2 separate regions of the Sus scrofa genome follow, and region 1 is linked to region 2. The links are chromatin contacts, called in public promoter capture Hi-C maps. All regions are on one chromosome and are shown on one strand. Each heading gives the region's core, a stretch centred on a gene start, on an enhancer-like site or on the middle of the called end of the contact. The rest is flanking DNA. Distances are from core to core; before and after follow the strand shown. Region 1 holds the start of SNU13 (small nuclear ribonucleoprotein 13). Region 2 holds the start of SERHL2 (serine hydrolase-like protein 2).

Evidence for each region. Promoter capture Hi-C pulls out the DNA fragments that hold promoters and counts their contacts.
Region 1: a contact with region 2 is called in a promoter capture Hi-C map of liver, with 5 times the contacts expected there. The contact joins the promoter of SNU13 here to the promoter of SERHL2 in region 2. A contact is called at or near these places in 1 of 5 promoter capture datasets (liver) and 1 of 2 datasets of contacts at active chromatin or transcription factors (skeletal muscle).

What each region holds. Positions count from the first base shown.
Region 1 is chr5:6,889,298-6,894,263 of Sscrofa11.1, reverse strand. It overlaps SNU13 (small nuclear ribonucleoprotein 13), which reads right to left and starts at 3,250. Exons shown (of 3, transcript NM_001190226.1): 1 at 3,129-3,250. The coding sequence starts at 3,131.
Region 2 is chr5:6,238,062-6,243,004 of Sscrofa11.1, reverse strand. SERHL2 (serine hydrolase-like protein 2) reads left to right here and starts at 3,194. Exons shown (of 12, transcript XM_021091434.1): 1 at 3,194-3,423.

The DNA of each region.
Region 1 (4,966 bases), core at 2,001-4,500, 650 kb before region 2:
TGACCCAAGAGCTCTTTATATCTTCTTTCCAAACACTTTGTTTCTGATTACTAAGTCACCTGCATTTTGGTTGGGAGAACATGGTCCATATTTTTATCAGTCTTTTAAAATTTGTTTAACTTGCTTTATGACACAGTAGGTGGCCAATTTCACAAATGTTTTCTTGCTTTAAGTGTATTCTATATAATTGATGGGTGCAGTATTTATTGGTTTCACTATTACCACTAGGTCAAGTTTATTCATAGTGTTCAAACCTTCTATTTCCACGCTGATGTTTCAGCTTCACAATCTATCAATCAAATGCTACGGAACTGCATATATATCTATTTCTTCTTGTAATTGCATCATTTTCATTTTACTTGTGCCTTATTTTTTAGCTACTATCTTTACTCATGTCTTTATTTTTTTTCACCTTAACCTGCAACCCCCCCCACCCCCACCCCCACGCTTTTGGGGCCACACCCTTGGCATATGGAAGCTCGTTGGCCAGGAATGAGTATGAGCAACAGCTGCAACAACATCAGATCCTTAACCCACTGCTCTGGGCTGGGGATCAAACCCCTGCCTCAGCATCAACCCGAGCTGCCGCAGAGACAACATCGGCTCCTTAACCCATTGCACCACAAGAGAACCCTAACCTGTCTCTTAACTGCAGCATTGTCCAGATCTCCCCTTTTTTGTGCCTTCTATTTGTCCTACCTGTTTCTTTTTTTCTCTTTCCTCCCTTTAAGTTTTTTTCCTCCCATTTTCCCCTCTAATAGTTTGGAGTTAATCATCTTTATTCTTTTGGTGGCTACCTATGAGACAACTTGTATACCTAACTTTTCAAAATTTAATGCTTGTCAATACTGCCACCTTCTTCTTCTTTTTTTGTCTTTTTGCTATTTCTTGGGCCACTGCTGCGGCATATGGAGGTTCCCAGGCTAGGGGTCTAATTGGAGCTGTAGCCACCAGCCTACGCCAGAGCCACAGCAACGCGGGATCCGAGCCTCGTCTGCGACCTACACCACAGCTCACGGCAACGCTGGATCTTTAACCCACTGAGCAAGGGCAGAGACCGAACCGGCAACCTCATAGTTCCTAGTCGGATTCGTTAACCACTGTGCCACGACGGGAACTCCCTGCCACCTTCTTAAACACAGGCTGTACCTGTGGCATGTGAAAGTTCTCTGGCTAGGGATCAAACCCGAGCCACAGCAGGGACCTGAGCTGCTGCAGTGACAACACCAATCCTCACCCAGCTGTGCCACAAGGGAAATCCAGCAAAACTTTAACTCCAGCCACTCCTCATAAATGTACTTTTATAAATGTCGGGTATGTTTACTGCTGTTTTCTAATACCCCATATCTGGAAATTAGCATTCTCAACTCTCTATAAACATCAAACACACAAGAAAGGGAGAGAGGCTTCTGGACCCCCAACAATGATCAAAGAGAAGCCAGTCAACAACAATAAAAAGTTTGCTCAACTATAAAGCCAAACTATCCAGCTTATAAATAGCAACTGAAATTTGCTTACTGTGTATTCATTCACCTTTCAACCTTTTTTTTTTTTTTTTTTTGCTTTTTAGGGCCAAACACCATGGCATATGGAAGTTCCCAGGCTAGGGTTCCAGTCGGAGCTACAGCTGCTGGCATACACCATAGCCACAGCAACGCCAGCTCTGAGCCAGGTCTGCAACCTACACCACAATTCATGGCAACACCAGATCCTTAACCCACTGAGCAAGGCCAGGGATGAAACCGCATCCTCATGGATACTAGTCAGATTCGCTTCTGCTGTGCCACAATGGGAACTCCCTCACCTTTTAACTTTCTCAAATTTTAATTAAATGAGTGAATGAATAAAATCCTACTGCAGCTTTAATCCCTAACTTGATAGCTTTTATCTTCCTGTACACCAGACAGCCAAAATTTGCAAGGTTTTGGAGTCTGCTTGGGGCACAGTGGGTTAAGGATCTGGCTTGGGCTGTAGTGCAGGTTCAATTCCTAGCCCAGGAACTTCTGCATGCCAAAAAATAGTGCAGCCAAAAAATAAAAAAATATGAAATCTGAAAGGTTTTGATTTAGCAACAAATAGCAAGTGCTCATTCTCTCCATACCAAGCATTAGGACTAGGTGTGTAACATGCATTACATCACATAATTTAATCCCCTTACATTGTTATCCCATTTTACAGTTGAAGTAAATTATTCTTAACTTCGACCCGAGGTCACTCAATTCCAAAACTTTACAAAACTGTCCACGGAACGGCGGAAGATGAGTAGTGGTTCAGAAGCTTCAAGTTCTAGGCTCAGACACTTAGCTTCAAAATGGGGATGAGGTGGGTGGGGGGAAGCCTTTTGGGAAGATACCTGCTGGGATCCAAGATCCGTTGAAAGGATTAAACCTCATTATAGAAGTGAAAGTGCTTTACCAACTCTTCTCTCCTTACTAAGTGCCAACCCAAACTAGCTACCAGGCCACACAATCCGATTAAAAAGTTGAACAACGAGAGTTCTGGGGAAACCGCACGTGGTGCTACTAGGACTTCTGATTCTGAGGCTAGCGCCTCGCAGGAGTCTTTCCTGCATTCCAGTCTGGGTTCAGGGTCATTCCGCATTTCCCACAGCCTCCAAACACCAAAAGGTCCTTTAATCTGTGGCACATGTAACTCGCGGCGGGTACCAGGCATGGACGCCTGGAGACCTCCTTCTCCTGAACATCATCAGTAGGGAAGTGGGGTAGGGGAGGATGATCCAAATCCAGCGTTCCACTAGCGACCCCCACAAAAGGAAAATAAAGCACATGGAGCCAAGTTTTCTCACCTAACTTTCTACTCTTTCCCACGTGGGTTGCTCTTGGTCTTTCTCCCAGGTCGGGTTCTGCCCCTGAGCTCACCGCACGCCTCTGGCCGGGAGCACAGACTGCTACAAAGCACCCCTTTCACAGCAGTTGGGAACCTGAGGCTTCCAGAGTTCTAACCTCGGACCAGAAGAAAAGGCAGAGCTTGGGACTGCGCGGCCGCCGGAGCTCTAAGCCGGGGCGGGTTGGGCGAGACCGCGCACGTTCTCAGCCCCGGACAACTAGTGAAAGAACCGAACCCGAGTCTCCCACTTCCCGGCCCTTAGGCCAAGCGCACGCTCTTACCATGGCTGCGGTGCCGATGTGTCCGTCACTCCTCTAGGAGCACAGGAGACGTCAGAGCGCGAACGTTCACCACCGCGGAAAATTGTAGAGGAGTGGAAATGGCCTCGCGCGCGGCAGGAAGCGGAAGTGACGTCACCAAGAGGCGGGGTCACGCTCCTTAAGGGGCCCCGGCGGGGAAAGAGTTGAGTTCTGGCCGAGGGATCACATTTTGCTTTTAAAAAATCATGTTCTAAAAAAGAAAAAGTTGTCATTCTACTATACATACTTGGCAGAAACAGTGAATTGAACATTTCTAAAAAAAATCAAAGAGTTTCAATGGAGTCGTCGTTCCATTGCTAGTTTATTTTTGAGCACATTCTTTTGTTTTTTGTTTTTTGTTTTTTTTTGCTTTTTAGGGCCGCACCCGCGGCATATGGAGGTTCCGGGGCTAGGGGTCCAATGGGAGCTATAGCTGCTGGACTACGCCACAGTCATAGCCACATCAGACCCGAGCCGCGTCTGTGACCTACACCACAGCTCAAGGCAACGTGGGGATCCTTAACCAACTGAGCGAGGCCAGGGACTGAACTGGCAACCTCGGATTCCTTTCCACTGTGCCACTACGGGAATTCCTCTTGTGCTTTTAAAATCATATTTTTGACCCTATACCGGTAAAGGAAATTTATGGAGATAATGATGGATAATCCTAAATGTTTTTCTTTTTATCTTTCTTTCTTTTTGGCCGCACTGCAGCACGTACAAGTTCCTGGGCCGGGGATGGAACATGTACCACAGCAGTGGCCTGAGCCTTTGCAGTGTTAATGCTGCCTCTTAGCCTGCTGAGCCACAAGGGAACTCCCCTAAATGTTTTTCTTCATATTCAGATGTCCTTGTTGAAATTTCTGGTTGGGGACTTCCTTGATGGCTCAGCGAGTTAATTAGGATCTGGCATTGTCCCTGCTGCGGCTTGGTTCAATGCTGTGGCACAGGTTCCATCTCTGGCCCAGGAATTCCCACATGCCCTGGGTGCAGCCAAAAAAAAAAAAAGAGTTCCCCTTGTGGGTCAGTGGTAATGAACCCGAATAATATCCATGAGGACTCGGGTTTGATCCCTGGCCTTGCTCAGTGGATTAAGGATCTGGCAGTGTGGTGAGCTGTGGTGCAGGTCGCATAAGCATCTTGGATCTGGCATGGCTGTGGCCAAGGCCCACAGCTCCAACTCTGATTCAACCCCTAGCCTGGAAACTTCCACATGCCGCAGATGAAGAGTGGAGTCCATCAGAAATGGAGTCTATTGAGTAGGGAATTCAGGAAGAAAAGCAGATTTGAGGATGGGCTTGCATTTCTGTCGGGTTGAATTTGATAATGTCTCGGACGCCCATTTTCTTCTGGCCTAGCACGCTGCTCTTTTCGTTATGCTGCTCCAGATCTCCATGTTTTAAAGGCTAGGCTCATGCCTCACCACCTCCAAGAGGTCCTTCCCCATACTTATGGCCCTTACTCCTCTCTCTTCACCTGATGCCAGGCATATCTTGGGACCATTTGGATCCAGCCAAAACTAGAGCATTATAATGGACCAGTTCCAGCTTATTCCTTTGGAAACCTAGAGGTAGGGACCTGTCAGGACCCTTAGGAATCTTGCAGATCAACCCCTTCATTTTACAGATACTAAGGCTCAGAGAGGGGAAACTGCTTGTCCACAGTCACAGGATGAAGAAGGGGCAGAGCCAGAACTGAACCCTGGAATTGTTGGCTATTGGGTTGGGTTACTTCCACCACATCTGGTTGCTCTGCTTGAAAACCCACCAGGATAGGTTTAAATCAGCTCCAGGGAGTTCCCATAGTGGCGCAGCGGAAAC
Region 2 (4,943 bases), core at 1,945-4,444:
AGACAAAAACTAAGATATAAATAAATACTTAAAAGCGGCTTTTCACAAAAAAGTCCCAGGCTCTACTGCACTGATTTTATTATCCTAACACCGGCTCTTTTAGCAGGGCTGTAATTATCTAAGACTTTGCATAAGACACACAGGGTCTCTCCATTTCTTCTCTTGTCACATCTTTTTTTTTTTTTTCTTTTTTTTCTTTTTAGAGCCCCGCCTGTGGCAAATGGAAGCTCCCAGGCTAGGAGTTGAATCGGAGCTGCAGCTAGAGCCTACACCACAGCCACAGCAACACCAGATCCGAGCCGCATCTGTGACCCACGCTGCAGTTCCAGGCAATGCCAGATCGTGGACCCACTGGGCGAGGCCGGGTATCGAACCCTCATCCTCATGGATACTAGTTGGGTTCTTTATCCACTGAGCCACAACAGGAATGCCTCTTGTCACATCCAAAGAGCTGATTATTTTCCAAAGTCCCCCATAATTTGGTCCCACCTTGCCCCTCCCACTCCAAATAGGAATTCTCTCTCCACAGGCTCTCTCTACAGCCTCCCTAGGCACCTGCTTCCTGCTAAGACCACCTATCAAACGCTAAGCATCCTTGAAGACCTACCTCAAAACCACTCCTCCTTCCTTGAAGATTCTGACTCCTCTAGATTTCCAGGCCATGGATGAAAAACAAAGCAATTTTACCCATGTCATACCTTTTGGCAGAGTTTGGAAAGCTAGTAGCCATAGCTTTTCTGTGAAAGAAAACTTCCCCTCACTCCGTTTGAGTATCCTCTATGGGTCGAGACCCTCAGCAAATGCTTAGAGGTTATTGAGTTGGGGGCGGGGGTGTCAAAAAGATGAGTAGCCAAGATTAGACAAGAACCCCCAAATGATAATACATGGAGAATTAAAATAAATTCTACAGTGGAAAATCTACTTAGGATGCTAATGGAAAGTCAATGGGATCAGCAAGAGGTTTGGGGAGTAGTTACTCATGAAATCATCAGTGAATGTTGGAGAGTTTTTTGTTTTTTTGTGGGGATTTTTTTTTTTTTTTTTTTTGGTCTTTTTAGGGCTGCACCTCTGGCATATGGAGGTTCTCAGCCTAGGGGTCCAATCGGAGCTGTAGCTGCCAGCCTACACCACAGCCACAATTCAGGATCTGAGCCATGTCTGCAACCCGCACCACAGCTCACGGCAATGCCAGATCCTTAACCCACTGAGCAAGGCCAGGGATCCAACCTGCGTCCTCATGGATGCCAGTCAGATTCGTTAACCACTGAGCCACGACGGGAATGCCTTTAATTCATTTTTATTTCTTATTAAAGTATAGTTGATTTCCAATGTTGTGCCAATTTCCCAGAATTCTTTAAATAAAACGAACTTCAGATTATTATATTATTTCTTTATATGCTACATTAATTATTTTTGAAAAAGTAATTCCCATTTCATATTTGTTTTCTTGAAAATAACTTGGATTTATAAAACCTTCTCCTCACTGCTCTCAAATGCCCATCAAGAGGGACAATCCGCTGTGAAAAGGACAGAGCAGCTCTGTACTGCTACTATGGAAAGTGACAAAGACTGTCCTTGACCAAACTAGGCAGTCTCATCGGAGTCCTCTTCTTCACTGGACCTCAACCTTGGCCTACAGGAATTTCAGCTTTGGAGTTCCTGTTGTGGTGCAGTGGGTTATGAAGCCAACTAGTATTCATGAGGATACGAGTTTGATCCTTAGCCTTGCTCAGTGGGTTAAAGACCCAGTGTTGGAGTTCCCGTTGTGGTTCAGTGGTCAACGAATCTGACTAGGAGCCATGAGGTTGCCAGTTTGATCCCTGGCCTTGCTCAGTGGGTTAAGGATCCGGCGTTGCCATGAGCTGTGGTGTGGGTTGCAGATGTGGCTCAGATCCCGCGTTGCTGTGGCTCTGGTGTAGGCTGGCAGCTACAGCTCCCATTCGACCCCTAGCCTGGGAACCTCCATATGCTGTGGGAGCAGCCCAAGAAATGGCAAAAAGACAAAAAAAAAAAAAAAAAAAAATCAGTGTTGCCGTGAGCTGTGGTGTAGGTCACAGACGTGGCTCAGTTCTGGCCTTGCTGTGTCTGTGACATAGGCCAGCAGCTACAGCTCTGGGTTGGACCCCAGCCCAGGAATTTCCATATGCTGTAGGTGTGGCCAAATGAACCTATCTACAGAACAGAAACAAACACATGGACATAGAGAACAGCCTTGTGGTTGCCAAAGGGGAGGGAGTGGGATGACTGGGAGTTTGGGGTACTGGGAGTAGTAGATGCAAACCCCGAATTTGAATGGATAAGCAATGAATTGAATGAATATCCAATCAGCTGTGGTGGAGCGTGATAGAAGATAATATGGGGAAAAGAATGTATATATATATATACACATATAACTGGGTCACTTTGCTGAACAGCAGAAATTGACAGAACATTATAAATCAACTATAATGTTAAAAAATTAAAAAAGAAACAATTTGTGGAGTTCCCATTGTGGCTCAGCAGTAACGAACCCAACAAGTATCCATGCGGATGCAGGCTCAATCCCTGGCCTTGCTCAGTGGGTTAAGGATCTGGCGTGGCTGCGAGCTGTGGTGTAGGTCGCAAATGCAGCTTGGATCCCGATGTTGCTGTGGCTGTGGGCTAGGCCAGCAGCTTGCAGCTCTGATTTGACCCTTAGCCTGGGAACTTCCATATGCCGCAAATGTGGCCCTAAAAAAGCAAAAGAAAACTAAAAATCAAAATAACAAACACCAATTTGTAAAAATAAAACCACTCTTCTGTTTGTCACACATGTCTAAAGCCCCATCCAAAGTGTCAAATCTAACTTGTCAGTGATTGTCCAACCCAAAGCTCTTTAATACCTTGTAGGCAGCTCCTTGTAAGAGGATCCCTGCCTTAAAATCTTTGACCCCAAAGTGGTCCTGGAACCGAAAAAGGTTCAGAGAACGCCACCGGAGTGTTGGTGTATTCCTCTCCATTGCCTCACACAGAGGTCTGGGGAAAGGCCCTTTTTCCTTTTTCTTTTTAAAAAAGAATCAGTTGCAGCCTAAGTGCGAAGGGATGGCAGGCTTGGGAGGAAGCCCCTACATCCTAGCGCCGCCTGCCGGGGTCCCTGCATCCGCCCCGGGGAGGACCGCGCGCGGGGCTGCGGTAAGGCGGGGGGCCGGCAGGGGGCGCTCCAACCCCGCTCGAGAGGGGCCGCAGGGCTTCCTGGGAGCCGACCGGCGTCCGAGGTTCCCGCCGCCCAAGGTCCACGCGGCACTGAGTGTTTGGGATCCTGCCACGGCCCGGGCCGTCGCGCGCAGCGGGAATTCGGGGTCTGCGGAAGGGCTCTTCCTCTAATTCTACGCTCCAAGGATAAAAGCCTCCAACAGACACCACCCTGCCTTCCCTTGGTGCCGCCGCCCTAGTGCCCTCGATTCGGTAAGGTTTCTTTCGCCAAAAAAAGAGTCGCACAGTCGCAGCCAGGATAGAGGAGGGCTTCTAGAAAGAGGGAGAACGGGACTTGGGGGCGGGGGGGCGCGGTGGAGACGAGTTTCTCCCTCTTCTTGGCCGCCCTGGCCGCAGAGCGGCTCTGGACCCACCCGCAGCCCCCGGGACGTGGCGCGGCCCCCGCGCGCCTCCGCTCCGCTCCCCACGGTACCCGCGCGCGCCAAGAATCAGATTCGCTCCTGGAAACCCTCCCAAGGGCGGGAGGCGGCAGATGCTGGGTGTCGAGAGAATCGAATTGAACCTCAGTCAGTGGAAAGCATTTCCCCATCTGCCTGTCCTGGGTTGCAGGATTGGTTCAAATACTCTGTTTCCTCAGTTGCAACAAGAGGGGTTCGGAACCTCTCAGGGGTTCTGGACCATCTGAGGGCCTCTGAGTGTCTACGACGCCTTCAGCCTGGAGTCTTCCCCAAAGTCTACATAGGGACTGAGCTGCTGAATCCCCAGAGGAGGAAATTCCCTGAAACCAGAAACAGGAACCAAGACGAAGCCCCATGGTGAAAATGCCACTGGTGGAAGATAATGCACCTGTGCGTGCCTGCCGCAGGGATCAGAGATGGGAGCCGGTCCAGGGCACTTTGACAGCGAGATGGGTCAGAGAAGGAGCCCCGCACCTCGTGGCCCCTCAATCCACATTGAATGAGAGAAGGGGGCTGGGCTGGGTGCAGCACTTCACATGCCCACCCTAGGGCTGGGGGGCGGGAGAGATTTGTAAAAAGGACCAGGTGCCAAGGCCAAACTTTACCTCCCTCTCCAGGTGGCCCTGGGGGTCTCAGCTGCTATGCTGGAGGCCAAAATGCTTACCACCCTGACCTGCAAACTATGTTTCATTTAGGAAAGGTTAATTTAAGGAGGCCCCTCGCTAGGGCCAGCAAGGAAGCTGAGGTGCTTCTTGGGAAGAACCTCTGCCTCATCACAGCAATCATCAGTTGTTTTACCACCAGTGCCTTTGCACTGTAAGCCTCGTGTCTTGGGTTAGGTGCCCTGGGAAGCAGAGCTGCACTCTCTTATTCATGCATACAGAACACTCATCGCTCAGCCTCTCAGGAAGCAGCCTTTTAGCAAATCAGAGCAGCTGCGCAGGGCAGAAGTTGAACCTGGATTCAGCTGGGAACCTTACACGATTCCATGGGAAGCTCAGGAGCTGGGATGGTTGTCACCAGCCCTTTGTACATTGGCGAGGGCATTGACTGGGGTATAAGGACCGGTCCGTGGTGATGGAATGCCCTGGGGAGGCCATGTCCTCGGACGTGGCAGGTCCCTTCCATGAGGGGCGAGTCTCAGGGAAGAACTCAACTGTCACAGCTGACATTCGCCGCGGGCTGGAGGAATGACGGCTCGGCCCTTGCAGGATCCAGGGTGGTGCATCATAGCACACCCTCCACTCCTTGACCATAGCCTGTTTCTTTCTCTTCTGCTCTCTGCACATCTGAATTTTTCCCCCTGCTACTTAA